5 separate regions of the Mus musculus genome follow, and regions 1, 2, 4 and 5 are each linked to region 3. Evidence: chromatin contacts called from public HiCAR-type, HiChIP or PLAC-seq and promoter capture Hi-C data. All regions are on one chromosome and are shown on one strand. Each heading gives the region's core, a stretch centred on a gene start, on an enhancer-like site or on the middle of the called end of the contact. The rest is flanking DNA. Distances are from core to core; before and after follow the strand shown.

Evidence for each region. Promoter capture Hi-C pulls out the DNA fragments that hold promoters and counts their contacts. HiCAR-type assays count read pairs that join an accessible place to other places. HiChIP or PLAC-seq counts read pairs in DNA pulled down with a chosen protein or histone mark.
Region 1: a HiCAR-type map of Th17 cells shows a contact between it and region 3, with 4 times the contacts expected there. The contact joins the enhancer-like site here to the promoter of Tes in region 3. A contact is called at or near these places in 7 of 39 promoter capture datasets (the HPC-7 cell line, cranial neural crest, embryonic stem cells and 4 more), 1 of 484 Hi-C or Micro-C datasets (effector CD8 T cells), 6 of 115 datasets of contacts at active chromatin or transcription factors (CD8 T cells, DN3 thymocytes, Th17 cells and 3 more) and 3 of 9 other capture datasets (embryonic stem cells, liver and macrophages).
Region 2: an H3K4me3 HiChIP or PLAC-seq map of embryonic forebrain shows a contact between it and region 3, with 7 times the contacts expected there. The contact joins the enhancer-like site here to the promoter of Tes in region 3. A contact is called at or near these places in 2 of 39 promoter capture datasets (the 3T3-L1 cell line and 3T3-L1-derived adipocytes), 3 of 115 datasets of contacts at active chromatin or transcription factors (embryonic forebrain, embryonic stem cells and stem cell-derived neural progenitor cells) and 1 of 9 other capture datasets (liver).
Region 4: a contact with region 3 is called in an H3K4me3 HiChIP or PLAC-seq map of craniofacial prominence, with 6 times the contacts expected there. The contact joins the enhancer-like site here to the promoter of Tes in region 3. A contact is called at or near these places in 9 of 39 promoter capture datasets (the 3T3-L1 cell line, the C10 cell line, cranial neural crest and 5 more), 1 of 484 Hi-C or Micro-C datasets (bone marrow-derived macrophages), 17 of 115 datasets of contacts at active chromatin or transcription factors (the NIH/3T3 cell line, Th17 cells, bone marrow-derived dendritic cells and 12 more) and 4 of 9 other capture datasets (adipose tissue, embryonic stem cells, liver and 1 more).
Region 5: a contact with region 3 is called in a promoter capture Hi-C map of hematopoietic stem and progenitor cells, with 2.3 times the contacts expected there. The contact joins the promoter of Wnt2 here to the promoter of Tes in region 3. A contact is called at or near these places in 2 of 39 promoter capture datasets (hematopoietic stem and progenitor cells and hippocampal neurons).

What each region holds. Positions count from the first base shown.
Region 1 is chr6:17,649,719-17,654,678 of GRCm38.p6, reverse strand. Capza2 (capping protein (actin filament) muscle Z-line, alpha 2) reads right to left here. Exons shown (of 10, transcript NM_007604.3): 3 at 4,625-4,676; 4 at 510-573. Among named protein-coding and RNA genes, the nearest start is that of Capza2, 15 kb to the right of the region's middle. Within about 2 kb of position 2,403, at least 20 of the 459 cell types and tissues checked have an H3K27ac peak or open chromatin away from gene starts, as enhancers often do. A contact at or near this core is called in CD8 T cells and Th17 cells, where this site is marked.
Region 2 is chr6:17,815,179-17,820,813 of GRCm38.p6, reverse strand. St7 (suppression of tumorigenicity 7) reads right to left here. Exons shown (of 16, transcript NM_001289624.1): 2 at 1,482-1,564. It overlaps Gm52894 (a long non-coding RNA gene), which reads left to right. Exons shown (of 4, transcript XR_003956410.1): 4 at 1-736. Among named protein-coding and RNA genes, the nearest start is that of Gm52894, 23 kb to the left of the region's middle. Within about 2 kb of position 3,738, at least 50 of the 459 cell types and tissues checked have an H3K27ac peak or open chromatin away from gene starts, as enhancers often do. A contact at or near this core is called in embryonic forebrain, where this site is marked.
Region 3 is chr6:17,062,060-17,067,679 of GRCm38.p6, reverse strand. It overlaps Tes (testis derived transcript), which reads right to left and starts at 2,531. Exons shown (of 7, transcript NM_207176.3): 1 at 2,367-2,531. The coding sequence starts at 2,393. Gm15473 (predicted gene 15473) reads left to right here and starts at 2,093. Exons shown (of 2, transcript NR_167659.1): 1 at 2,093-3,088.
Region 4 is chr6:17,582,451-17,587,681 of GRCm38.p6, reverse strand. No RefSeq gene overlaps it. Among named protein-coding and RNA genes, the nearest start is that of Gm52893, 43 kb to the right of the region's middle. Within about 2 kb of position 3,376, at least 100 of the 459 cell types and tissues checked have an H3K27ac peak or open chromatin away from gene starts, as enhancers often do. A contact at or near this core is called in adipose tissue, craniofacial prominence, embryonic basal ganglia and 3 more, where this site is marked.
Region 5 is chr6:18,026,963-18,031,854 of GRCm38.p6, reverse strand. Wnt2 (wingless-type MMTV integration site family, member 2) reads left to right here and starts at 1,410. Exons shown (of 5, transcript NM_023653.5): 1 at 1,410-1,650; 2 at 3,705-3,931. The coding sequence starts at 1,568.

The DNA.
Region 1 (4,960 bases), core at 1,154-3,653, 590 kb before region 3:
GAAAAATTAGTAGACACCACTTTTTAAAGGTTTTTGGTTTTAAGTATTAAAATTGTGATACCTTGTTAATGACTTTAGCAGCTATTAAACATTTTTAAAAGATATATTCACTAGTGCAGCAATTTTCTTCTAGGGATTTATCTAAAGAAAACCACTGTCAATGTTACCAGGACTACAACGTCACTTGATGTAGTACTGTTTGTAATGGTAACTAATTAGATCTCTGGAGAAATGAAGCAGCAACTAGTGTGCAATTATGTGCATGCATGAGTATGCCTGTTGATGTGAATGCAGGTGCCCATGGAGACAAAAGGGGGTATTAGAACCAACCACTACACCTGACTTTCTGATACTACTACTTACAAAAATAAAAATGACCATTTCTATTTTTTTGTCATTAAATGCCTTCAATTAAAATGAGTAATGTTACACCATCTCACAATTCTTTCAGGATACATTTTTATAAACGAAACAAAGAGCAGTGTGATTTGGTGTTTTATGAAACATACCTGATCTTCATAGCCTTCAATTTTTACTGGTGTAAACTGGTCCAGGTTATACTGTGCAAATGCACTAAAAGAGAAAAAGGCCAATTACTTAAAATTGTAGTAATGTTTTAAATAATCACCTGCCAGTTAATCTATACACGTGTGGTTGATAAAACTGTAACTATTTTACCTATCTTTTATTAACTACAGTTAAAATACAGATATGGCTGTTTTAAAAACCAAGTAATGATATGCATCTTTTAACTTGGTAAATAAAATATAACCAGTAAATACATGCCATGGCCTCTTATGTAAGAACCTGAAAGCAATGATTATAAATATATAATGCAGATATACAACTATTTAAGAAATTATTAATAAACAACTAGGTACCGTGATACTCAAGCAGTTCCTATTGTCAAAGGTCTTTTAGTTGAATACATAAGAGAATACACAGAGATTATCAAGTAGTAGCAAAAAATAGAAAGTAACATTTGAGAATTACTAACACATTTTCAAGGAATTAAACTATTCAGGCAAAAGAAAAAACACTCTAGTATAATTTCATGAATGTGATACTAAGAAAAAGAAAGTGGGAGATGGTTCAGGGGAGATGGCATAATGGGTTTTATTGAGCATGCATGAGGACCTACATTCAGATCTCTAGGAACCTAGTAAAAGACAGAGCACTGCATTTCTATAGCCCCAATGGTAGGGGAGAGAAGCAGGCTAATGCCAGGGTCAACTGGGCAGTAGGTCTAACTAAAGGTGCGAGCTTCAGTTTCAGCACAACACCCTGACTCAAAACATAAGGTGGAGAGCAAGAGAGACAGAGACCCCATGTCAATCTCAGGCTTCTGCACATGCACACATTTAAATGAATAAATGAACACACAAAAAAGAGAAAGCATTGGGAGGGAAGCGGGATAATGGGGGAAAAAGAATGTTTTAAATAGAAGGACCATAAAAGTGGTCCAATGTCACAGGAAGAACCAACCAGCTGCTCATCAGTATTTACTGAGTTGAACTGGAAGGTTTTTAAAAACTGTTTATTATCATTGTGCTTGAATGTGATGAGGCTTGTGAGGCTGTAAGTGTGGGGGTCATAGGACAGCTTTATAGAGCTGGTTCTCTCTGTCCCTGTACACGGGTTCAGGAGACTGGACTCGGGTCACTAGGCTTGCATTGCTGGGTAGCAAGTACCACTACCCACTAAGCTATCTCACCAAACCCTGAATGGTCTTGAAGACAGAATGAGTATTTTGAGAGGCAAGGCAGTTCTAGAGGTGTCTCTAAAGAATAGTGTGACAGTAGTACATACAATGAGTCATGCAGTGTGATGACTGGAAACAGAAAAGTGGCAAGACTATGATAAAAACCCACAGCAGAAACTCAGCTAATAGTGACGAGACAGACTCAAGAAGGTTTCTCTAATGAGTGAAGAATATACTTACTAGGTAATTATTTATATGTGTGTAGCAAAAACCCAATGTATGAAAAATTATATACAGAACAAAACTGTATTCTATTAAATTGATACCATTCTATGATATCTAGTAAACATTTTCCACTTAATAATAAAGTTTTATACTTTAAGACTATAATTATTACAATAATAATAATAAATATAAAGACACCAATATAAAATCAAATCACTAATGTTGAAATCACAAATCACAAATGTTGAAATTCCCAACCCAGCATTTTCAAAACGGATGTACATAGACACAGAAGTGCAGACAGGAAGGCAGAATAGCTACACACTTGACCTTTGTAACACATCAAGTGACTTTCCTAAGAACAACCTCAATGTGGTCAGACTGCCAGGAATTTGTATTTGCAATGCCCACAGAAGGTTCATGTTCCACACCTGATGTGGCTGAGGGAGGCTGTGGAAGTCTGAGGAAGTGAGGTCTTGCTGGTGGAAGGAGGTCACTGGGGCACGGCTTTGAAAGTTATACTCATCTCTGGTTCTGGTCTTGTTCTTGCTTCCTGATCCTTACAACAGTCTCAGCCACTTGTTCTTGCTACCATTACTTTCTTGCCATTTTTACTAGAACTCTCCAAAACCATGAGCTAAACTAAATCTTTTTTCCTTTAAGTTGCTTATATTAGGTATTTTATTACAGCAACATAAAAGTAACTAGTACACTCACCCTTAAATTATTTACTTCAAAGGTTTTATTTATAAATTGAAATGAATAGTATTCATTTTTTTTCTAGTAAAAGCTACACTTAAAAAACATAAATACTTAAAAGTGGCAATCTAGGTGGACCCAAAGCCTTTTTTACTGCCCATAGATAGTATCAAACCTCATGTATCTTTAACCTGGGAGGAGTAGAATAAGAAACTTGAAAAAACATAAAATAAATGAGACATGGCAAGCTTTATCTAAACCACTTAAATCAAGTTAAATGGTACAATACAGTGCAAAAGACTCTCAATAACGGAGCAGCCAGAATATGTAGGTTTTGCTCCAACCCTATCATTAGCCAGAATGGACCTTATTTACCTATAAAACCAGGTTTGTACTAAATGGCTTCTAAATCCCCTTCCAGTAAAAGCAGACTATTCAGCATTTAAGAATCAGCCAAAGGGGTTTGGTCAGTGAGATGGTTCAGTGGTAACTAGCACACACTGCACTTGCAACGAATGCAAGTTCAGGTTAAAACACCCATGCTGGATAGCTCACAACTGCCATTCCAGGAGAGTCACCATCCTCTCCTGCCTTCTGTAGATACCAGCACTCGTATGCACATATCCACAGGCAAGCAAACACAGAGACATAAGAAAAGAAAAGAAAACTCAATTAAAAAAAATAGAATAATTAAAGTGTTCTTTCTTTGGATTCTGAAGGCCTTTGATGTCTCTGGCATTCTATTTTGTATCAGATGGCCTGATACTGAACATGTCTGAATTTGAAGAAAAAAAAATTCTTAAGAGACTTACTGATTTCATTACAGTGAAACCTGTTATTCTTTTGTCTGCTGAATAAAAGAGTATTTGGAAATATTTCAGTGTTCTAGATTTTACACTATAGGCTCTTCAGTGAGTCTGAGTTTACTTTGAATCATACTAAGTTTTGGCTTTTAGTAAAGACGCATCAACTCAATCCATTCTAAAGAACAACGATAGTTCTGCTTTTCCCCTTACAAAAAGAGGGAAAGGGCGAGATTAGAAAAGATGCAGCCACAGCCACAGTCTAAGGGTGAAACAAAGGGAAAAGGTACACATGTAGGAAAGAGAGAGATGTTCATCAACAACTCAGTATAAAAGCACCTGAAGAGGAGCCCACATTTCTGGTCATTCATTTATTCCAGTGCACTGGTGATGAGGACTCTGTTTTGTGAAATCTCCTAAATGTAGGCTATCCAAGCTTCGGACAGCTTTATTATAGCGAGTAATAATCATTTCTTTTGAGGGAAAATTCAAGTTGAGATTTGAAAACGTGTGTGTTGTGTATGATGTAGACAATATGGATATCTATGTTCTTCTGTATGTGAGTGATATGCAGAGGTTAGATTACAACTTCAGGTACTCAGTCCTTGCTTTCTACCCGATTCAAGTAGGGCTTTATGACCAGAGCTCAGTAAAGCACACTACCTGGCCTGAAAACTTCTGGGGTCTGCTGTCTCCACCTCTCACTTCTCACCAGAGGAGCACTGGGACTGCAGATGTGTGCTGCACATCTGGCTGCTGTCTGGGTTCAGGATCTGAACTCTGACCCTCATGCTCCTGTGGCTCATGTTTACCCACTTTTTGTTCAAAAGTATTTCAGAAGACACCGAACCAGATTAATTCTAAAGCCAATCACTGGCTTAAAAGTAAATCTCTGCATTTCAATACCTTGACATCATTGAGTTCCAATGGTACCAAATGAACATTTAGTTTGAAAAACTATACAAAGAACATGAGTGATGCTATATAGTATATAAGACAGTGGCAAACGTAAAAGATAATTTCATTTCGCACTTGTCCCTAACTCCCCCTGTGATTTCTCAGTCTAATACATATGGCTGTCCAAACTTTAACTGTATTTCAGAAACTCTTATGCCACAGATTAGTGCTTCATTATCGCTTTTACAACCTCTTTTCTCTCCCAGTCACCTTAGCTATGGAGATATACAATACTTACTGTGCGGCTCCTTCCCTGAGAAGATTATCATTATTAAGCAATAATCGAACATCTGCAAAACAATATTTTTTATATATCACTTTTTTCTGTTTGAATACTGTAAGGAATATAGTTTGTTTTAGTTATACATTAATACCTCCCATACAAGCATGATCAAAATTTTCTAATGACCAAACTATCCATAAATATGCACCAAGGGACTACAGAGATGGCTCAGTGGCTAAGAGCACTGACTGCTCTTCTAGAGGTCCTGAGTTCAATTCCCAGCAACCACATGGTGGCTCAGTTTTGTAGATTTAGTTTATTGTTTGCATTAAGTTATTTGGGAATTTCATG
Region 2 (5,635 bases), core at 2,489-4,988, 750 kb before region 3:
CAACTTATTTGCCAAGTATTTATAGTAAAACAACATCCCATGTTATCACCATGATTTCACAAGAGACATTTAACACTAAAAACCAGGTGGAAGTCAATGTTAGAATAAAATACCGTCCCTGGACAGAATAAGTTCATAACCAACCTGATGTTTTTATGAGCACCTGACTATAACAGTGCCCTCACTTTCTTCAAATTTCCTGAACAGAGAAGAGATGTCAGAGATGCATGTGTGGGCAGTGAATGTTTAAGAGGCTGCATGCTACAAACTACAACACCTCTCTTCCAGGGTGAGTTGTAATACAAGGCCTCTTGCCTTGGGTTGAAGTTTGCACTCAGCCCTGGGCTTTCTACATAGATTTTTCTTGGGATGGCTCCATAAGGGCAACTTTGCACATTTCACACAACCCATGTGAAGCAGACAGAACAAGCTGAGCCTAGAGATGCTCTCTCATCACAAAAGGATGCTCTGTCTCCACTCTGCCATTTTCTACTTCCATCTGTTTACAGAATCTGCCTTTCTCCATCTTATAAGCTCAGGCTTCTGAAATCTTTCATTACTCCTGGGAAAGGTATTCTCTTTGCTCGACATGTTTGTACCTATCTACCCTTAAATTTCTTTCAACTGATAATTCATTTTTAAGTAATAATAACACTATAATCTTTCACTTGTACCTATGTCTACAATAATTAGTAATCACAAGATTGTGGATGTGGAAAAAACCTTTTTAAAATGTCTCTCCTTTAAAGATTATTAAGTTATGTGGGAATGGCCTCATTGAGTTTAGACAGCCCCATAATGTTCACTACAGTGAATTATGATAGGTAATATGATCCTTTGTATCTATAGCTGTTATAGAATATAAGGTAATGAAGTTGTAAGATAAATTTTTTTTACCTATATGAATTTTTTTAAAGGGAGCAATAAAGAAGTGAATGTAAACACTGAGAGAGTAGAAGATGAAGGGAGAAAAATGTTGGGAATGCCACAAACCATACCAACACATGTAAAAATTATTCCTAATGATATTACATCTAATAATCCATTATACATGAAAAACAGTCTTAGTTGAACTAAGCCACTTTTATGAATCAGCAATATATATATCCATCTGCTCTCTAATTTTTGTCATGATGGGTGGGGATGGGGACTGAACCCAGGGTTTCATGAATATGAGGCAAGTTATTTACCACTGGGCTTTGGTTCCAACACATTTTATATGTTTAGTTACAACAATTTGGCCTAGAAGCATCTTCTCTGATTTCCCTCCAATAAAGAGTTGTTTTTCTTCCCATAAAAGGAAGGACTGCAGAAATATAACCTGGGTAAGTTCACCTCTTCTCTTTATCCCCATCCAACATGAAGACACAAAATGAATATTGAGAACTGCTGATATATATTCTCCCAGATTATTCCTTAAAAATAGTCACACTAACATAAATGCTAATAAGTTTTTAAATTAGAAGAAGTCCATCACTTACCAAAATAAGTCCCGATATTAGCGAGGAAGTGCCTGTCAGGGCCACGTAGAACTTTGGGGTTAACGTGTTCAAAAACATGCTCACTGGAAAAAAAAGAAAAAGGGAGAAGATTGAGAAAGGTACGACTATAATCACTAAAACTTTCTGTTTGTTTCTTAAGATTGTGTGTGTGTGTGTGTGTGTGTGTTATGTGTGTGCATGTAAGTATGTGATGTAGCCATCACACAGGTTTTAGAAACTGAACCCCTGCAAGAACATTGAATTCTCTTCACTACTGAGCCACCACTCTGGCACTCAGCTCATTTATTTTTATTCCTTGTGAAATCATTCATTCCTGATGACCAGAATTCCTAGAACGTTAGCAAAGTCCCACTGAAATGAAGAACTAGTAGACTGATTTAGAAAGGCAGATGTCAAGCTATACCCTAAATGCTAAAATACCTGACAGGGAAAGTACACTAGTGGCCTTACTGATAGAAGTATAACCAATGCTTTTCTGCTTGCATTTGAGGCCTGTTCCACAGAAAAGAATTTATGCCTAGTAATATTAACCAGTCAAAGACCTATGATTGAGGAAGGTGGAAGTCTTAGTTTACCTACTGTTATTATTTTGCTCAATGGAAATGTTCTCAAATTGCCTTCTTTAAAAAAAAAAGTTTGTACCAATAGATTAGTGCTATTCTCAACCTTAGTCAAAGAAACTTGTTTTTGCAGTAGATATCAAGCAATGCCGAGACTTATAACTGGCCAATGTGCTGAGAATAAATGACAATTGAGTGTTCAACCTTAAATCAGACATTTATTCTAACTTCAAAGTTCAGGGAACATCACAGAAGAAAGGGAGGAAGGAAAATAAGGACAAGTGCATGGGGGGGAGTGCTGTCACATGTTGTCTTCTGGATAGGACACAGTCATTGCACTCAGGAACTTACAGCTCTGATGCTTACCTGCACATGACCTACACAGACAAGCCAGTCAGTGTTCCTGTCTGGTGGGAGAGGGGATCATGAGGCTTCAAAACTAGTTGGGGTGCTACTAGCAATTGATGGCCCCTAAGGATGGGTCGGTGACATTTTCTTTGTGACATTCCAGAGGGAAGTTAGACTATTAGGGCCTCCATAAGATCTGGCTGTAGGCAAGCCTGGTAGAACATTTCCTTAATCACTGGTTGATTCTGCAGGGCCCATCTAATTGTGGGTGGTGCTACCCCTGGGCTGGTGGTCCTGGGTTCTGTGAGTACAGCTTACTGATTTGTTCCACACATGGCTTGCTCAGCCTCCAGGTTCCTGCCATGTTTGAGTTCCTATCTTGGCTTCCTTCAGTGATAAGGAAGAATAAGCCAAATCAACCCTTAACTCTCCCAAGTTGCTTTGCTTATGTTGTTTCTTCACAGCAGTAGTAACCCTAATAAGAAAGGCAGAGCTCTTGGTCTCTTGCCTTCTTGCTCTGGGTCTGTCTCCTCGCCCTTTCCCCATTCCCTCCCCCTCCTCCACATGCTCATGGCCGGCCTCTACTCCTCTACTCCTCTCCTCTCCTCTCCTCTCCTTGCCTTTCTCTGCCTCTACTACCCTCTTAAATCCCCTCCCTATGCCCTGAATAAACTCTATTCTATTCTAAAAAAAAAAAAAAAAAAAAAACACAACAACAACAACAACAGGCAGCAATGTGGATTCAAGCAAGTCACCAGTACAGTAGTATGAAAAATGAAAACCGACATGAGCAGTTGATAATGCTGTCTAACTGCAGGATGCCCAAAGTAAGTGCTAAGGAAATCCAAACCTGTACCAAGATCATCTTTCTTGGCCATTCATAAATAAAAGGTAACTCCTGTTGCCATTAGCATGATGAGATGCAAGTCTCGAAAATCTGCTAAAATGGCAGCTTAGGAGATGCTTTAAAAAAAATCTGGGAATAAAATATCTCCATAATATATCTGTAAATGGTCTTTTCTTTCTAGGTTTATTTTATACACATAGCATTTGTATCACCTTACAAAAGCAGTTTTCATCCAGTCAGCTCAGTTAGGATTGAAAGCACAAAAGGAGCCCCTCCCTGCAGCCTCTGCCCCTCCTTCTCCCTGCTCTCCTGCCCTCCTTGTGCTGGGTCTCAAGCTTTCTGCATCACAGTCCTCTGGAGAAATGCTATGACATTTATCTTTGTGAGGGAGAAGCAGGGAGACTTATTTTTAGACGCATTGCTAAGGTAAGAACCCCTCATAAATCATCCTGTCTACTCTTCCTCAGCCCTTGATGCTGCCCTGGCAGCTGTACAGGGATCCTGTTTCTGCTTTACAGAGCAGCCAGCTCCATGGGGGAGCTGGGTTGGATGCATTTCTTTCTCAGCTGCGGTCTGGAGAAGTATTGTTGGAGTGTGCTATATTAGTAGGAACAACGCAGCCCTAGGTTTTCATGCCACCTTCTCCCATGCTAGGGAGAGGCCATCTGACAGCTTTTCCTGTCATCAGGAAGGACTGCCCAAAGCCCTAATAACCCTAAAGACAAGTGAAACAGGGTCTCAGATGGTGGGTTTCCTCTCACCTACAGATAGGTACTGTGAAGACCAGCATCCCGATGGAAACCTTCACAAAAGCTTGGATATTTCAGATCAGATACTTATGGTCTGTTTCAATGTAAGTTTGAAGAAGATTTTTTAAAGTTAAATTTAAATATAGCAAAAGTAAGTCTCTAATGCCTGGGACTTTGTATTTTCTCCTCCTCGTTCTCCTCCTCCCTGTTCTCTCTCTTTGTGGTCTGTGTATGTTTTCCAAGGTTTCACATGCAGGGTGAGATGCATGTTGGGTAGGTTCAATGGTTATTTGCTTGATAAGCCAAGAATTTTCCTAGATATCATAAGATACTATGCCTAGAGGGGTGGCTATATAGAACCCTTAAAAGTAGTCATTTTGGAGGAAAGGAAGGGGGAAATGATATAACTATATTACAAACTCAAAACTAAAAGACAAATTTTTAAGAAAGAAGTTAGTCACTTGGGATAATGATTTACCATACTAAACTCCAAAGATACTTTTCTTGTGAAAGCAATTTCCATGCAAAGCTTTTCAAAATACATTGTGTGTACTTGTTAAACAGAATGTCTTTAACATATTTCAATCTTTCATCAGTAGTTCTACCAAAAGACACAAACTATAGTACTGTCAGCATGTATCAATGTATTCTGAAGCTGACTTTATTCAGAAATAAACACAATTTTCTTCCAAAACTAAGTAATATAGCGCAGAAGTACTCTTCAAATCTTTTCATGTTCTTTTATAATTTGGTGTGCTAAGCTAGTAGTAACTATTATTTTTCATTCCTTGCCTTCTCTCATGTGTTTTCTCTCCTTCATGATGTGCTATTTAAAAGTCTGTAGTAAATTCAAAGGCAGATAATCAGTTGTGGCTCAATGAACTACCTATGTCCAGTGTGTATCAGGCACTGTATAAAGTGTTGAGGAGTCAAACAGGTCAGCATATAATTCTTGTCTTTAAGGAACTCTGGGTAATTTTGAGAAGCAGACATGGGAACAATATAATAGGCTATCATGATTCTGAGTGCTACTGAGGTACTCTTTACTTAGCTCTGGCTAGGGTGGGAGAAAATGTGCATCAATGTGCTCCTTTGAGAAAGCTTCAAAAATAGTGTTGCAAAGCATATGCACTAGAATCATGCAAAATAAGAGCTGAGATTGACAGCCAAAATTAAAGGGTCTTTGGTAATCCTTTGAGGCTCTTTCCTGTGCAATCTATGCATTGGCTTTTTTCTCGTTTAATGCTTAGTCTGAGGAGTTGAAAAAGCTCAACTGCTGAATTCTGGACAGGCAGAGAGTCACTGGAGGGAATGATACTTGTTCTCATAGGACAGCTGTGTGAGTGATGGAGAAGAGCTCTCGCAGACTCTCCTGTGTTCACAGTGGAGGTACCTACAGTGTCAGCCAGGCAGAACATGCAGGAGCTTTCTATTGTCTTCGGAGACATTGGATCACTGACTATTTGCACAGAAAATATTATTGCAACATCAGGGGTTATGTTTAGTAAAACAGCATGCTGCAAAGTTGAATACAGGAATTCCTTACTTAAAGTGTCAAACAGAGAGAACTGCCTAACTGAAGGTTCACCAGCAAATAAGTTAAATCCATTGAAATAAGAAAGGCAAGAA
Region 3 (5,620 bases), core at 1,282-3,781:
CAGAAAGTCTTGGAATATTTCTTTAAGTGTGTTAGAGAGCAACTTAGAAGTAAAGCAATCCCTAAATACATATTTCTTTTGAGATTATGGTTTAATGTGCTCCCAGAGTCTTCACACTACTAGGGAAGTACTAGGGAACTTCTTATACAACCCACTGAAAAAATAGCTTAGGAAGGTAAATGAAGAACATGACTGGTGTCAGATGTGTCGCTGTTGGGTTTCTTAATCATTTACTGATAGAGGACCCTTCTGAGAATCACCAGACGTGACAGTGTCATAAAATAAGCATTTATTAACAGTATTGCATGTTCTTTAAATTTCTGAAATCTTTCTTTTCTTGAGGTGGGATGGAAAGCTACAAGCTTACAGATACGGTAAAGGCACTTGGTTGAAAAAGATATCCTTTTAAAGTAAAGGTGTAAGGGACTGCTATGCCACATTTGAAAGGATTTATTCATTATAAACAAGACTTCAGAAAACTGCTTGTAAATATCTGCACATTTTTTTTAAACCCTTGTAAACCATGTAATTCTTTGTTGTTGTTGTTGTTGTTGTTGTTTGAGACAGGGTTTCTCTGTATAGCCCTGGCTGTCCTGGAACTCACTTTGTAGACCAGGCTGGCCTCGAACTCAGAAATCTGCCTGCCTCTGCCCCCCCCACCCCCCCACCCCCCCAGTGCTGGGACTAAAGGCGTGTGCCACCACGCCCAGCTCGAAACCTCGAAATTCTTAAGTTTGGACTTTTTTCTGAAAATTATTGTCTCTTGTCTCAAAGATTGTGTTTTGTTTTGATTAGAGAACTTAAAAAAAAGGTTTTTAGGTTCACAGCAAAGCTGAGCAGAGGCATGAAGCTTCCCCCATGGTCTTTGACAACACATGTCCAGCCTGGCCCCCTCACGATCTACAACACCAGGGTTCGGAGGCGGTCATTTAAGAGACACAGCGGCTTATCGCTGTTTCCCAAGTTCAGGTTCCTCACTACAGTTCACTTTTGTTATCCTACATTCTGTGCCGTTTGACAAAGGTATGAGTAAGATATATCCACCAAGATAGTATCCTGCATAATAGCGTCATTACCTTAACAATCCTCTCATTTGCTTATTCATCCTTCCCTCCCTTCAAGGACAGCATTTCCAAACAAAGACAACCTATCATTTGGGACAAACACCTAAAGACGTTCTTATATAAAAACTCAGTAAGTTCAGTGTGTGTTCATCAACAGAAGACTACACAGCACATCCGCTGCTTTCTAAGTGGCAAGCACAGGTAACCAAAACACACGTTAAAAGAATAAATATCAAACAGGAAGAGACTAGAAAGAATCTTCTATTTCCTGTTCTTCCCTTCCCTTCTGAGTGTTGATTTTAATCAGAAGAGACCAAGGAACTGTTTCCTAGGTTCAAATTTTTATTTATCAACAGCTTCCTAAACCTCATACCATATATTTGCATACGATTTGAAACCTTCAATTCTGGCACAAAATAGAAATTCCCTTTTAGAAGATGAACCTGCAACTGCAAAGCCGCAGAAGAAAGTTTCCTCAACTTGGCTTTCTTACTGTGCACAACTTCCTTCCTTATTTGAAAAATGACCAACTAACTTAAATTCACTTGAAAGAAAACAGGCGCAATTCCCGAGAACAAGACCTTTAAGGTCGAAAGTTACAATAGAATGTGACGTCAGCATTCTTTTGAGTCATAGTCTGGTCCCCACCTCTTTCTCCCAGGCGACCTGAGAGACCTAATCTCGGAGCTCCTCAGGTAGGGCCTTTATAGCCTGGACACCAGGAGCAGCCAGGAGGGTGCTCCGCAGGCGGGGCCGCTGAGCACCTGCAATGACCGCTGTTTGTGCCTGGCTGCCAAACGGCATTTTCTTTTGAGAATTAACTCCGCAAGAAGGAGACAGTGTTTTGGCACTCAAGCCATAAGTGAAACACATACACATCCCCCAAAAGTCATCACTTCAGAAGTTATCAGCAGGCGCGGGTGTGAAGGAAGTGTCACCAGTCAGCAGCCACTTTAGAGCGCCTGGGGCAGCCAGACTGCAGGGGAGGAGGATGTCAAAGCCACATCACTGAATCACACAGGCTCCCCAGAGCGCTGCTTCCCCAGGCAGGAAGCGGTGTCAGCCACCACCTCGCCTAAGACTTCGCCCAGGGCTTGGGGGAAGGCGTGGCCGAAAGGTTTTCCGAAAAGTTTCAGGCGCAGAGACAGCGAGTTGCAGGGTCCCGCTCCGCAGCGACAGTCACCCAAGGGATCGGGGTCCGGGGAGTCATCCTCCAGCCGCACCCACCGGGTCTGGTCCCGGAACCCGGACCAGCTCCCGCGCTCAGGTGAGGCGACCACGCCCGTCGCCCGCCCCACTCACCTTCTTCATTTTGGTTTCCAGGTCCATACTGGGCGTCGGAGGGGCTCAGTCCCGCGTCCGCGATCTCCGCTGCGGGAACTCCGGCGCCGCTGCCGCTGCTACTCAGCATGGGCACTCGAACTTCCGCAGCCCGGTTCGGCAGCGGCTGGGACCTGGAACAAAGAGGCCCTGGCAGCCAATGGCAGCGGGGCAGTGCCGGGTAGCGGCCAATCAGCGCGCGCCGCACGCACCTTCGCAGCCAGAGCGTGCCGCTAGCAAGGTGAGGGGCGGGGCCGCGAGGGGCGGGGCCCTGCGGAGTTCCCTGGGCGCACCGACTTAGTTTCTTCAAAGCCTTGCACCCACTGGACTTCTGTGGGGCCATCCTTTCCTCCAGCTGAAGAGCAGACCCATACCTTTACATTTCGGTAGTTGTACTTGTGTGTCCGAGGACTTTTCAAGCAGGCCAAGAGGAGTGAGTGACCCTCCCAGTACCAACTTCTTGGCTGATTTCAGAGACAAAAAGAAGTCATGGAGCTCCTTGGGCATCCCAGAGATGAGCACGGGCCCTGGTTTCACTATTGAATGGTGGAGATGTCCATTTCTCCAATGCTTTCTCTAGAGTCCTGTGCACTTCCAAGGAAGCTTCTCTCACATCGTTGATGCCCATCAAGACTACCACTATATTGTTTTGTGAGCACTCAACACTAAAAAGCAACGGGAGGCTCACAGCAACTACTGCAGAAGTAAGTGGTGTCCTTGTTTGGGAAACAGGGTTCCCTTTTTGGACCTACTAAGTGGGAAAAAGGCGAGCTGCTCTTGCTTCTCGTGAAGTCTAGTTTCAAACTGCGGTCTCACAGAAGCCTGGGCCACCAAGAACCCATTCTATCTTTTCTTTCAATAGCTATTGCGGAAAGAACCTCATCTTGGATTGTTGGGGCGTGGAGGACCCTAGGGATTAATTTACTTCATACATCTTGCAAGGATCTGTAGGCCCCGAAGTACAGGCACCTCTCAGATACAACATATTGGGAACAGAGCTTGAGTCCCAGTAAATTGGGGGGACAGGGGGTGTGAGTTAATTATGCATCTATGTGTGAGCATGCCTACTTTTGAGAGCAGGTTCACTTAGAGCCCAGAATAAGTAGAATCTTCTGAGGTTGGAGTTCCAGGCCGCCGTGAGGCCCCTGCCTTGGGGGATGGGAACTGAAATCAAGTCCTCTGCAAGAGCAGCAGGAGCTTTTAACAACAGAACCATCTCTCTAGCCCGAAGTAATTTTATTCAGTTCCTACTACATAGAAATTGTTGATGGCTAGGTATCTGGTGATCTCCTAGTCCAGCGTCTACATATGCATATGTATATATGTTTTCCTCTATATGCACGTGATATTAAAAATAAAATCTCCATATAATGCAGATACTTGGGTCGAGATGTTTCATTTTACGTCTGGACATTTGGTAACTAAAGCACTTCAAAATACACTTTAGCCAACACTTTATATACTGTTGTACTTGATAACTTGTTAATACTGCTTAACAGAGCATTGGTTTAACATGTGTATGTTTTCAGTATCCAGCTAACAATGATCAAAATAGCTTGTTATAGTTTTTGCTTTACATTAAATTGGAATAAAGTATTCTAAGGCATTTTCCCAAATCACCCCACAGACTTGGGTCTACAGAGTCTGCCCAGTGTGGGTGTTAATGCACTCTGATGAGATCTGGTAACATTTCTGCTTTTCCAGAAAGCTTAACAGAGAGATGTCCCGGAAATCTGTCTAAAATAGCCATAAAGCAAATGTTGTGACATAAGCCTGGGGCCCTTTGTTTGTGAAAGAGAAGAGATGACACCAAGAAAAATGATATGGAAGTGTTAGTGTTTGGGTTTTTGTGTGTTTTGTTTTGTTTTTCCATCAATTTTTGTCTTCCTCCTTTTCTTCCTTGCAAGCCTTCCCAATATTGGAATTCAGTGGTTTCTAACTGGAGTTTCCATCTTGCCGATTATAGATTATTGCCAACCATTTGTGGATAATTTATAGAAATTGAAACAGGGTAGATCAATGTTAGGAGAACTGGACTGAAATCTTTTATCAAGTGGTTAAGTGTTAGACAGCAGAGGTGTCAGGAGCTAGAACTTGCCCAGTTTGATGACTGGAGTCAATGATAGATGAGTAGACAGATGCAGGCATTTCTGGTGTCATCATCTCTGGTAGATTTAGGGGGAAAAGGAATCTATGGGACAGGGCAGAGTTTTATATAGCTGTGCATTTGTCACTGCAGATATGGACAGGTAACAGGTATGGTTTTGAATATATTGGACTTGAAACTGGGATGCTGAAACACATTTAGAGATTAGGCCTATGTTGGAATGGTGACTTGGGGAAGTTAGCTTCCCACCTGGATTAATTAAAAGTCATGAGTGGCATCAAGAACAGCTTAGAGGATGGTAAACTAGAAGATCTGGATGACAACCAGTAAGCCAGGCTGAACAGGACCAGCACGGACAGCTAAAAAGCCAGTCAAAGGAGGCGAGAAGACCAGGGTGAAAGAATCAAAGCCATGTATCAAAGAGAGGAACTTTGGGGAGGAAGGGTTAGCCACCGCCTGAAATACGAGAGAAGGATCCGGTGTGAGGCGCACTTAGCAGAAGCCATTGATGCTTTTGGAGGGTGCATCGTTGGTGAATTGTGGGCACATAGTACTTAAGAATTGGAGCTTCTTTTGTGTCTACTGGAGTTCTGTGGTTAATGTTTAACTTGGCTCCACCCCAAAACTCATGGAAAATCAGCCAAGCACATGACCTTCTCTGGCAGAGGAGAAATCAATCAAAGAGAGACGTGTTTTGTTTTGAGTGTCTTTATTCTTAGAAAAATAAGCAAATATACTAGATTTTACACAAACATACTAAAAAGGTCTTTATGTAGACCAATATGTATTACAATAATAATATGTAATTTTTTGCACTTAAAAATAGGCCGTGGGTAATCTAATTACAATCTATGATCAGTGAAGTGACTGAGCCCTTCCTGGACCTCTGGGCTGTCATGGACACTGAGCAATGTAGACAGGCCTAGGGAGTTTTGTTTGCTCTTAAGTTGTGTATAGATGCTGTTTACACAGAGAGAGGTAGACCTGTAGGAACAATGACATTCTATAGAGAGAGGGAGTAGAAGCAAGGTCAGGGAAGCGAGTAGTATAGGTGTTTCCCAAAACTTCTCAGAAGAATATCCCCTGGGCTGGAGAGATGGCTTAGCGGGTAAGACTGCTCTTCCAAAGG
Region 4 (5,231 bases), core at 2,127-4,626, 520 kb before region 3:
TAATTGTATATTAACATTTTCTCCTTCCTCAACACAACCCTGGTTTTTATCCAGGTAGATTTGGGACAAGAAGAAAGGACTGCGCTTCTGACTTACCCCTAGTCCCTAGATGTAGACCCAAGACTATATTCTGGTCAAATAAGGTTTCAAGGCTCTTTAGGACGTTCTTGAACCATGCTGACCCAGTCTTTCCTCTTTGTTCCAGCAGCTCAGGAAGCCATCTGGACTATGAGATGACCTTGAGGATAGAAAACACATGTGGGGGTTTGCCTGTGATGGAAATAAAACCCCCAAAGCAGCAGGGTTGGCAAGTGGAGCTTAATGAAAGATGATGGGGCAAGGAAGGCTATGCCCTCACAAATGGATTGGAATGCATTATAGAGGGAGTGAGTTCATTATAGATGAACGTGTTTGGCCTCCTTTCTTTTTCTTGCCCTTTCTTTACCCTCCCACCACGGGATGCTGCATCAAGCAGGACCTTGCCAGATTCTGGTCCTCTTATCTCAGACTTCTCCAGAACCATTAACTAATACATTTTTTTGTCCCTTATAAATCACCCAGTCTTCCCTATTCTGTGAAGCGAAGATCCCACACATGGAGACAGTAAGGCAGAAAGATGGGAGTCTGCGTCACTGGCACACGTATCACCCCCTCCTTCATTTGACACCCTCTGGCCTTGTGTACTTGCATTGTTTCGGGTTTTCTGAGTGTATGTTTGGAACAGTTCCTGTTTTTTTTTTTTTTTTTTTTTTTTTTTAGGAACTTTCTCGATTTATAATAATGATCGCATAAGCTTATCGTCTGAGCATAGGCAGGGGTGCAGATGGTTAATGGGAAGCGGTAAACACAGGAGGAAGAATTTTCTTCTGTAGAAGAGATGACTGCTTCAGACATAATTTGCATCAGATTGGCAGTGGAAACCTTAGAATAATTTGAATGGAATAAAATACGTGAGAGGGACAGAAGAGTCCTGTCACTTGCAGTTACTTTTGTGCATTGTGACTTGATAGTGGATGGTCTTTGCTTACCCATTGCACTCAGTTGGGGTCGGTAAACCGAGCTGGAAGAAGTACAGTTTACTTCTACTTTGTAAACTCTTTAGGTGAGTAGTGGCTACATTCTTCTGCTTTTAGAGTTAACTCTATTAACACAGGGAGAGTCAAGAGGTTTAAAACATGAAAAACAATTAATTTAAGCATGCATATCTTTATTTAATCTTTCCAGATAATAGCCTTGTATTATTAGGCTGAACTAGGCAACTTTCTCAGCTCTGGACAGTGCCACAGAGCTGTGACCTTGGCTGCCTTGAGCATCTGTCCCTCAGCTCTCTGATTCGCAACACCAAATGCTGATACTGGCCTAATGGCAGACTGGTAGAAGTGCAATGGGACACGTGTCTCCTGGGGACAACAGACTCAGCAGGTTCACTCTGCTGAGCCTCTCTTCCTTAAAACAAAGCTTATTATTTAGAATACCCTCACCAAACCAAATTTGTCCATAGGCCACTGGTGAGTGGACAGCAGAGCGGGTCCAGGACCCCCGGGCCTGTACTGCTTTGAATCCTCCTGGGTTCGTTGTTAGTCCTTACTGATCAGCCAGGCCTCTGAGTACTCTGGTGTGAAAGGAAGAACAGTGTAAGTTAGGCAAGGTTAAAAACAAATGAGAAATAATTTCATTTGTGTTCCCTGTAAACAGTATTTACTGAACTTCACATATTTTACTTGAGTTGTTTTAATACTTGTCCAAATTATCACTTTGTTTTCCTATCACTTTGTATTGTTTCTATGTGGGAAGAACCATTTCCTTTTAAAAATAGTGTTATCTGTACCCTTATGAACCGGTTAATTTTCTTTCCAACGTTTTTCTTTGGGCCGTACGGATTTGACCCAACAGCGACCGCAATAACACGTTTCATCCAAAGAATGGAGCCTTTTTGGTTTTTTTTTTTTTTTTTTGTAACTTATAAAACCACCTCCTATAGTGTGAGAATGCTTGTTGTTTTTGGTAATATTTCATTTCCTCAGCAAGAATATTTTCTTCTGTTCTCCATTGTCATCAGACAAAAAAGATAAAACAATTAAATCAAGGAAACCTGGCAGGGTTGCTTTTGGAAAATAAAATGAAGTTTTGATTTAAACAAAGAGCAATGAATTGAACTGGAAAAACACGGCCCCGATTGAAGTTCAGCAGGCCTTTCATAAGCCCCCGAAACCATCTTCAGATAAGTGTTTATCTTTGAGAAAGGACGATTATTTGAGACCCAACTTTGGATGCTGAAAAGGACCAAAACCCTCCCACGAGGCCTGCTTGGGATTCCGTACACCTCCAGCCCCTGGCTCTCCCTGACTGTGTGCCACTCCTAGCTCTTAGCGCTTTGATTCCGAGTACAGAATCTTGCAGATATGAGCCTAGCAGCCACATAGAAGCAAGTGAAATCTTGGGGTTCGCTAGAAGGAATTTTATGAATTAGATGTCTTGTAAGGAGACTTTTGAAGAAAAGACATTATTGAGACAAGTGTAGCAATCATAACACAGGGGAACGGTGAAGCCCAGACACAGGGGATTGGTGAAGCCCAGACACAGGGGATCAGTGAAGCCCAGACACGGGGGAACGGTGAAGCCCAGATACCTGAACGGTGAAGCCCACCTATAGTCCGGACACACAGAATTATCCGATGCAGGATGACCCTTGAGCCTAGGACTGTAAAGCTGGCCTGAGCATCAGACAAAGACCCAAGCAATCAGCAAGTGATAATAATTTTACTGGATATTTAATATTTACAATCAAATCTGTGAGCTGTAATGAAGATCAAGGAAAATACAACGCAATATGCTTACATGACACAGAAAGCCACACAGGTTTGAGAAATTCCCCATATTAGTTTGATTTTTCTAAAATGATGAAGAAAGCCAGCGTCTGATTTCAAGATTTTTAACTTTATACAAAAGCAAAGCCAAACTCTTAACTTTAAAAAGATGTTTTTATTGGCATAACCCAATCATACACATTTTATTGTAACACTTTTATACATGAGCATAATGTATTTTGATTGTATTCACCTTTTGTCCCCTTTATTTTGTTATAATTATATTGATTATTATGTATTGTCATTATAGTTATTATTATATTTATTAATTGCAGGTAATTTTATGCTAGGGCCTTCTGTCTTGAATCTTCTTGGACTACAAAGCAGATTACAGATAACAATAAAAAAATTGAAAATGAGGGTTTCCAGTTTGGAGAATAAGGCGTAGAAAGATGCAGTGACTGATCTGGAAAAATCTGAATTCCTTATTGGGCATCGGTTCAAACCAAGTATGTATGATTCCAAAATGTGCCCAGGCAAATGAGTGTTCCCAGTGTTCCGTTCGGAACGAGAGGGAGGGGTGCTCACTCAGAGGTTGCTGGGCTCTGACTTACGACAGGATTAAGTCAGCAATATGATGGCAGAAGTTTCAAGTTTCTCCGTTTGGCTTCTTATGTAACAGACAAAATTAGGTTGGATGTGCTTGCACCACGGGGACAGCTGGGGTCAAGGAAAGTGACCACTAGAGCCAGCAATCCATCCCTGTAGTGTCGCCTGTACATGCTTAGTCCCGCCCCAGTCAGTGACGTCATCTGTGAGCCGTACTTCTGCAACAATCCCTCCCAGAACGCTGTCTGCAAGGAGGCAGCGAGTTATATTTATTACTCCAGCTTAAAAATCTTTTAAAACTCTTAAGCAGTTTGAAACTTCCATGGCAAAAGAGAACAAGAATTTTAGGAAAGTGTGACGCTTTGTAAACTTTCAGAAGTGAGCTTATTCTGTATTGGCAAATAGAAATAAGCAAGTCTGTTTTATGAGGACTTTAGGTATTTAAATACTTAAGTAAGTAATATAAAGAGTACTGGTCTGCAGCAGGGACCCTTAATGTCAAGTTCCTAGAGCAGATGTTCTCAACCTGTGGGTCACGATCCCTTCACGTAACTCACATACCAGATATCCCACAGAGCAGATATTTACTTTATGAATCATAACAGTAGCAAAATTACAGTTATATAGCAATGAAATAATTTTATAGTTGGGGGTCACCACGACGTGAGGAACTGTATTAAAGGGTGGCAGCATTGGGAAGGTTGGGAACCCCTGCTATAGAGGGAAGGGACAGCCACTTTTTTTTTTTTTTTTTTTTTACTTTTTATTAGGTATTTTCCTCATTTACATTTCCAATGCTATCCCAAAAGTCCCCCATACCCGCCCACCCACTCCCCTACCTGCCCACTCCCCCTTTTTGGCCCTGGCCTTCCCCTGTACTGGGGCATATAAAGTTTGCAAGTCCAATGGGCCTCTCTTTCCAGTGATGGCTGACTAGGCCATCTTTTGATACATATGCAGCTAGAGTCAAGAGCTCTGGGGTACTGGTTAGTTCATATTGTTGTTCCACCTATAGGGTTGCAGTTCCCTTTAGTTCCTTGGGTAATTTCTCTAGCTCCTCCATTGGGGGCCCTGTGATCCATCCATTAGCTGACTGTGAGCATCCACTTCTGTGTTTGTGAGACAGCTATATCTGGGTCCTTTCAGCAAAATCTTGCTAGTATATGCAATGGTGTCAGCGTTTGGAAGCTGATTATGGGATGGAACCCTGGATATGGCAGGCTCTAGATGGTCCATCCTTTTGACACAGCTTCAAACTTTGTCTCTGTAACTCCTTCCATGGGTGTTTTGTTCCCAATTCTAAGAAGGGGCAAAGTGTCCACACTTTGGTCTTCGTTCTTCTTGAATTTCATGCGTTTAGTAAATTATATCTTATATCTTGGGTATCCTAAGTTTCTGGGCCAATAGCCACTTATCAGTGAGTACATATTGTGTGAGTTCCTTTGTGATTGGGTTACCTCACTCAGGATGATACCTTCCAGGGGACAGCCACTCTTATCCCCGCTCTGTGTATGGGTCCCATATGCATATGGGTACGGGTATAGGGGTTTATATCTTGAGTGGGTACTTTCGGTTGGAGTTCAAAGTCACCGAGGTTTAGAGAAACCTCTGTAGTGCTGAGCTCCTCTTGAGTCATAAACAGTTCAATAAAAATGATGGGAGCTACTGAAGGATGGGCTGACACACGGGGCTTCGTTTGGGCTCCTTCCCAGGGTGGAGCATGTTTGGACTACCATACAAAGAGTTTCAGCAGGAGTCACTGTGCAGAGTCAGGCTGGGAGGAGGGAGACAGTAGTCAGAGGACATTTTCTGTCC
Region 5 (4,892 bases), core at 161-2,660, 970 kb before region 3:
CCCTCTCCTCCCTTTCCGGACCCAAAAGGGGATGTATCTGGGTCAGCCTGGGAGGGGCCGGACCTGCCATGGACAGAGAGGGGGAAGGGGGTGGCGATGACAGCATCTTTCAGGTTTTTGGCATCTGTGGGCTGTGCCTCGTCCAGCCTCTCACCGCTTGCTTGCTCGGTGCTGGGCCATAGCTGACGTTCTGGCGAATCCTGGCCCAAGAGGTGGAAGATGCGGATGGGGTGGGGAGTACCGTTATCCTTCCTATCCGCGTGCCTGCTCGATATACAATGACCATACAACCCCTTCATACTCCCCATTCCCCCGGGCACGCTCCTGGGTAGTGGTGGTGGCGGTGGGGCCCCCGCCCCAGGAAAAGAGCAATGGAACAGTTCAAGGTCGCTGTAAGTTCCTGGTCTGTCCTTTCCGGTGATAAACCACAAGGCTTCAAGCCAGTTGCTGTTCAAGATGCTCCACCCTTGGGCCCAAGCCCCATCTCTACTCTGTAGGGACCCAGGTCCGAGGTCCCGCGTCACTGTATTTTCACTGTACTTCAGCCAGACGCACAGGTTGGACACCCTGCCTGGAGAGATGCAGTCCAAGCCAGGGAGCAGATAGATACCTGGCTGCCTAGGAGCCCCTCTGTCATCTATTGCACTCCCTCAACAGCATAAGGAGGAGCTGTGTGTGCGTAAAAGCCACATCTTCCCAAGGGCGCTTAGACTGAAACTGTTGCTTGAGATCTCCTGGGTCCCAGCCCCTCTCCCCTACTCCCTTCATGTATGGCACACAGGATCGGGGCCATAGGTCTTCATTTTCGGGGCCTAGGCTTTCCTTCTCAACCTGGTCAGACACTGGGTGGTCAGACATGGCAGGTCCCAATTCCCATGAGTATCTATCTCCCAGTGCTCAAAGCAATGAGTTGGAAATCATTTTTGTTTTCTTTTATCCTATGGGCAATTATCTCCTCACCCCTCCCATCCCTTACACACGATCTTGCTCGAACCTCAGTTTAGCAGAAACTCTTAGCCTTGACAAAGTGGAGCCTAGGTTCTGGTGGTGGCCCTAACATACTGTGTATCATTGGCTAGGAACTTCCCAAAAGGTGCTTTTGCCTCTATGTTGCTCCGGGCCACTCCGAGGTTTGTTCACCTCCTCTGCCCCTCCTCACCCGGAGATAGCTCTTGCCATCGTTTCTTCCACTCCTCAATAAAACCCAGTGCCCCCTACGCCCCCGCCCGGCGTAGGCGCCCCCTTCTTTAGCTGCGCCTGGAGGGGAACGGAAAGGACAGGGTGCGCGGGAGGCAAGCAGAGCTCGGGGCTGCCTGCGCTCGCAGTGCTTGGGGAATTGGCTGTGGGCGAGGCGGCCCCGGGCTGCCCTTTATCGCTCGCTGGGCTCGTCTTTTGAAACTTTATCAGTGAGTCTCACCACTAGCCGCAGACGCGAGCGGCGGGGGGGCGGGGGCGCAGAGGCGCCGGCAGCCGTGACGAGGCGCTCCCGGAGCTGAGCGCTTCTGCTCCGGGCACGCATGGCGCCCGCACACGGAGTCTGACCTGATGTAGACGCAAGGGGGTTAATATGAACGTCCCTCTCGGTGGAATCTGGCTCTGGCTCCCTCTGCTCTTGACCTGGCTCACCCCTGAGGTCAGCTCTTCATGGTGGTAAGTCCCCGCATATGGGCGCGGTGCTGATGGATTTTTGGAGATGGGAGTGGGGACCCTACTGGTCGTAGAGACCCTCCCTGGCTGATTCCCAGTCCCGGCAGTTGTGGATTCTGAAACAACCATGTCTTAGCACAGCATCCTAAGCTGAACCCCTTTGCTTTTCTCAAAAACCCATTTTAGCTTTGACAACTCCAAAACAATTCACATGCCCCACAAATGAGGGATTTAATGTTCGCTTGTTTGGAGCCAGCTGAGTGACAGCAAAAGCAGCCAATACCTTATTCCACTGAGAAATGTGCTAGCCTGAGCTGTAACTTCTAGCAGTGTGTGTGTGTGTGTGTGTGTGTGTGTGTGTGTGTGTGTGTGTGAATTCACCTTGAAAACTACAACTGCCTCCCCCCACACCCACGACTTCAAAAACTGCCTCAAGAGAGCTCAGTCCAGGCTGTTGGAGTTGTAGAACCTTAAGCCTGTGATTTTGTATTCTTTCCTGGCCTTCCGCATTCCTCGTGCTTCACCCTAGTGAAGCAGCCTCCAGGTAGAGACTATTGCCTAGATGCAAAACTACTGGGACTGAGGTGCCCATTATGCTACCCTGCTCAAAACTGTCTCCCTAAAGTGTAACTGCTGCTGTCTCAATAGGCGGATATGTGATTTACTATGCGTACACTCTGCCAATCTAGAAATCGCCTCCATCTCTCAACTTTCTGACCTGGAAAAGAGATGGAGTTCTGAGCTCTGAAACTTTCTTGTACATAAAGTTCCAGATCAGATATTAAAGTATTCTGATAACAATTCAGAAAGATTGGCCACACACACACACACACATACACACACGCTCGCGCGCGCGTGCTTTTGTGTTTGACAACGGTAAGGATCTTAACCAAATACAGTACAGGACAAAATCAATGGACTATTTAGATTCCAGAATGCCTGAGAGGAACAGGGAAGCACTGATGGTAAGAGGGGGTGGGGGGTCAGCTCCTTTCTAAGATCTTTGAACATGAAGGCCTTTAGGCTTCACCTTGCTGACACAGGATCAAAGACTGATTTATCAGACTGATCATTTTTTTCAATAAAATGATTATTTCTGTTTCCATGTGTGTATAAACATTATTTACCGCTGGGCATTTTGTCACACTGTCTCTCAGCTGTCACTTAAATATATTTTTTTGAGTCACAGCTGCAATGATTTTATGATTATATAAAATAATGGGAATGCAAAAAAAAGATATATTCCTTATTTGGCCACTTTCAAAAGATACCTATGGCAACTTGGGTTGTATAAAAGGTGCCTTTCTAAACCTCTCACCACGAATGGAGAACATCTGCCTAGAGATGATAATGTGATTTTTTTTGTTAAAGTTTCTTTTCAAAAAATACTTTATGGAGCTATAATGCTGATTTTTTTTCAAATATTTAGTGCTGGTGATAACAATAGAAAAGATATTTTCTCCCCAAAAGTTTCTATAAATGCCAAAAAAAAAAGAGCCAGAAAAGGAAACCATTTTGAGGATTTTTTTTTTAATATGGAAAAGATATTATGTTTGTAAGAAGACTGTAGCATTAGATCCCAGCAGGTGCTAAGAGGATACATGCTGGCAGGTTTTGAAGACATTTAGGATCAACAAATGGGAGTGAGGAACTTCTAAAGATCAGCTTCCCCCAAAGCCAAAGACAGACATATGGCAACGTCTTTGAAATTCTCTCTGTGTTCTCCCTAACACAGAGAGATGTGTTGCCCCACCCCCTTCAAGCCCCCATCTTCACAATGCTACTGCCTCTGCCTCCCTGTCCAAGGCTTCATTTGGTGGCCCCAGCTCTGGGAGATAATCATCCACTGTATTGGAGGGTAGCTTTGACCCCGTCATTGGCCGTGCTCCCCTTGCCTGTTTCTTCACTGAATGACAATCAAATAACCCCTGCCTTTTAATGTTACCAGGGAATAAGCAATTCATCCTCAAATAGTGCTGCAGGGCTAGTCTCCCAGGGAGCATCACGTCTGGCCTGTCTGTTAACATCAACTTTGCCTTCCTGTTGGTCTCTTCCAGGTACATGAGAGCTACAGGTGGCTCCTCCAGGGTGATGTGTGACAATGTGCCAGGCCTGGTGAGCCGGCAGCGTCAGCTGTGCCACCGACACCCAGATGTGATGCGTGCCATTGGCCTGGGTGTGGCTGAGTGGACTGCAGAGTGCCAACACCAGTTCCGCCAGCATCGCTGGAACTGCAACACCCTGGACAGAGATCACAGCCTCTTTGGCCGGGTCCTCCTCCGAAGTGAGTCTCCTTCTCCTGGCCCTCCCTGCACCTGTACTCAAAGCCCCCCCCCCTCCCCGCTCATTCTTAATGGCACTCTGTTCAGTATTTTCCATAGAATGTAAATTCCACAAGGGCAGGGACTAGCCTGTACTATTTGCACTCTGATTGGTGCCCGTGTGTTGTAGGTCCCATTCATTTGTTACGAAGACTGACTAGGTAAACTTGTAGTGAGAACCTATTATTGTTTTTCCAGCTACATTTTAGGCAATAAAAATATTTATGAAAGAGGACTAACGATTTTAAATATGGAGATTTCTACTTCTCTTGGAGACTTAACATTTTCTTAATTAGGTAGTTAAGAGTCATTAAGTGTCTGGATATCAAAAGAAAATCAAAGCTAGTGATCTATTAGCATATAATCGAGAAATGAATTAAAATCAGTTTTTACTTGGAAGTAATACTCATCCACTAAACTGGTGAGAGAGAAGCCTTCTACAAGAAATAACTCTGCCCATTCGTTACTGCAAGATTAGACTAGAAATACAACAATTTACATGCAAAGACAGAAACAGAGAACTTTACACTTGTTTTTGCCCACCCAAATCCCTCCCATTCCCAAGAAAATCATCCAGGCTGTGCGCTTGGAAACGCTTAGCAGAGGGTGTTTCTGTCATGTCATTCACGTAGCCCTCGGGTTTTATGAGGCCAAATGCATAAATGAATGCCTCTAAAATCCCCCAAGGGCGTAGTCCTCTCACTCTTAAGAGTCTCCCTAAAGTTAATTTGTGTGATATTCTGCAATTTATTTCTCTCGTTTAAGAAATATACTCTTATGCATTCCTTTTAGAGTTTCGATATGACATCGCAGATTTTTGAAAGGGTAATAGCAAATGTCAGCCTCGTGGAATTTTAAGACTTCTCCTAGGGTAGTTCACCAGTAAATCAATTAATGCTGGACCTTGTCAATGAAAATTTGCAA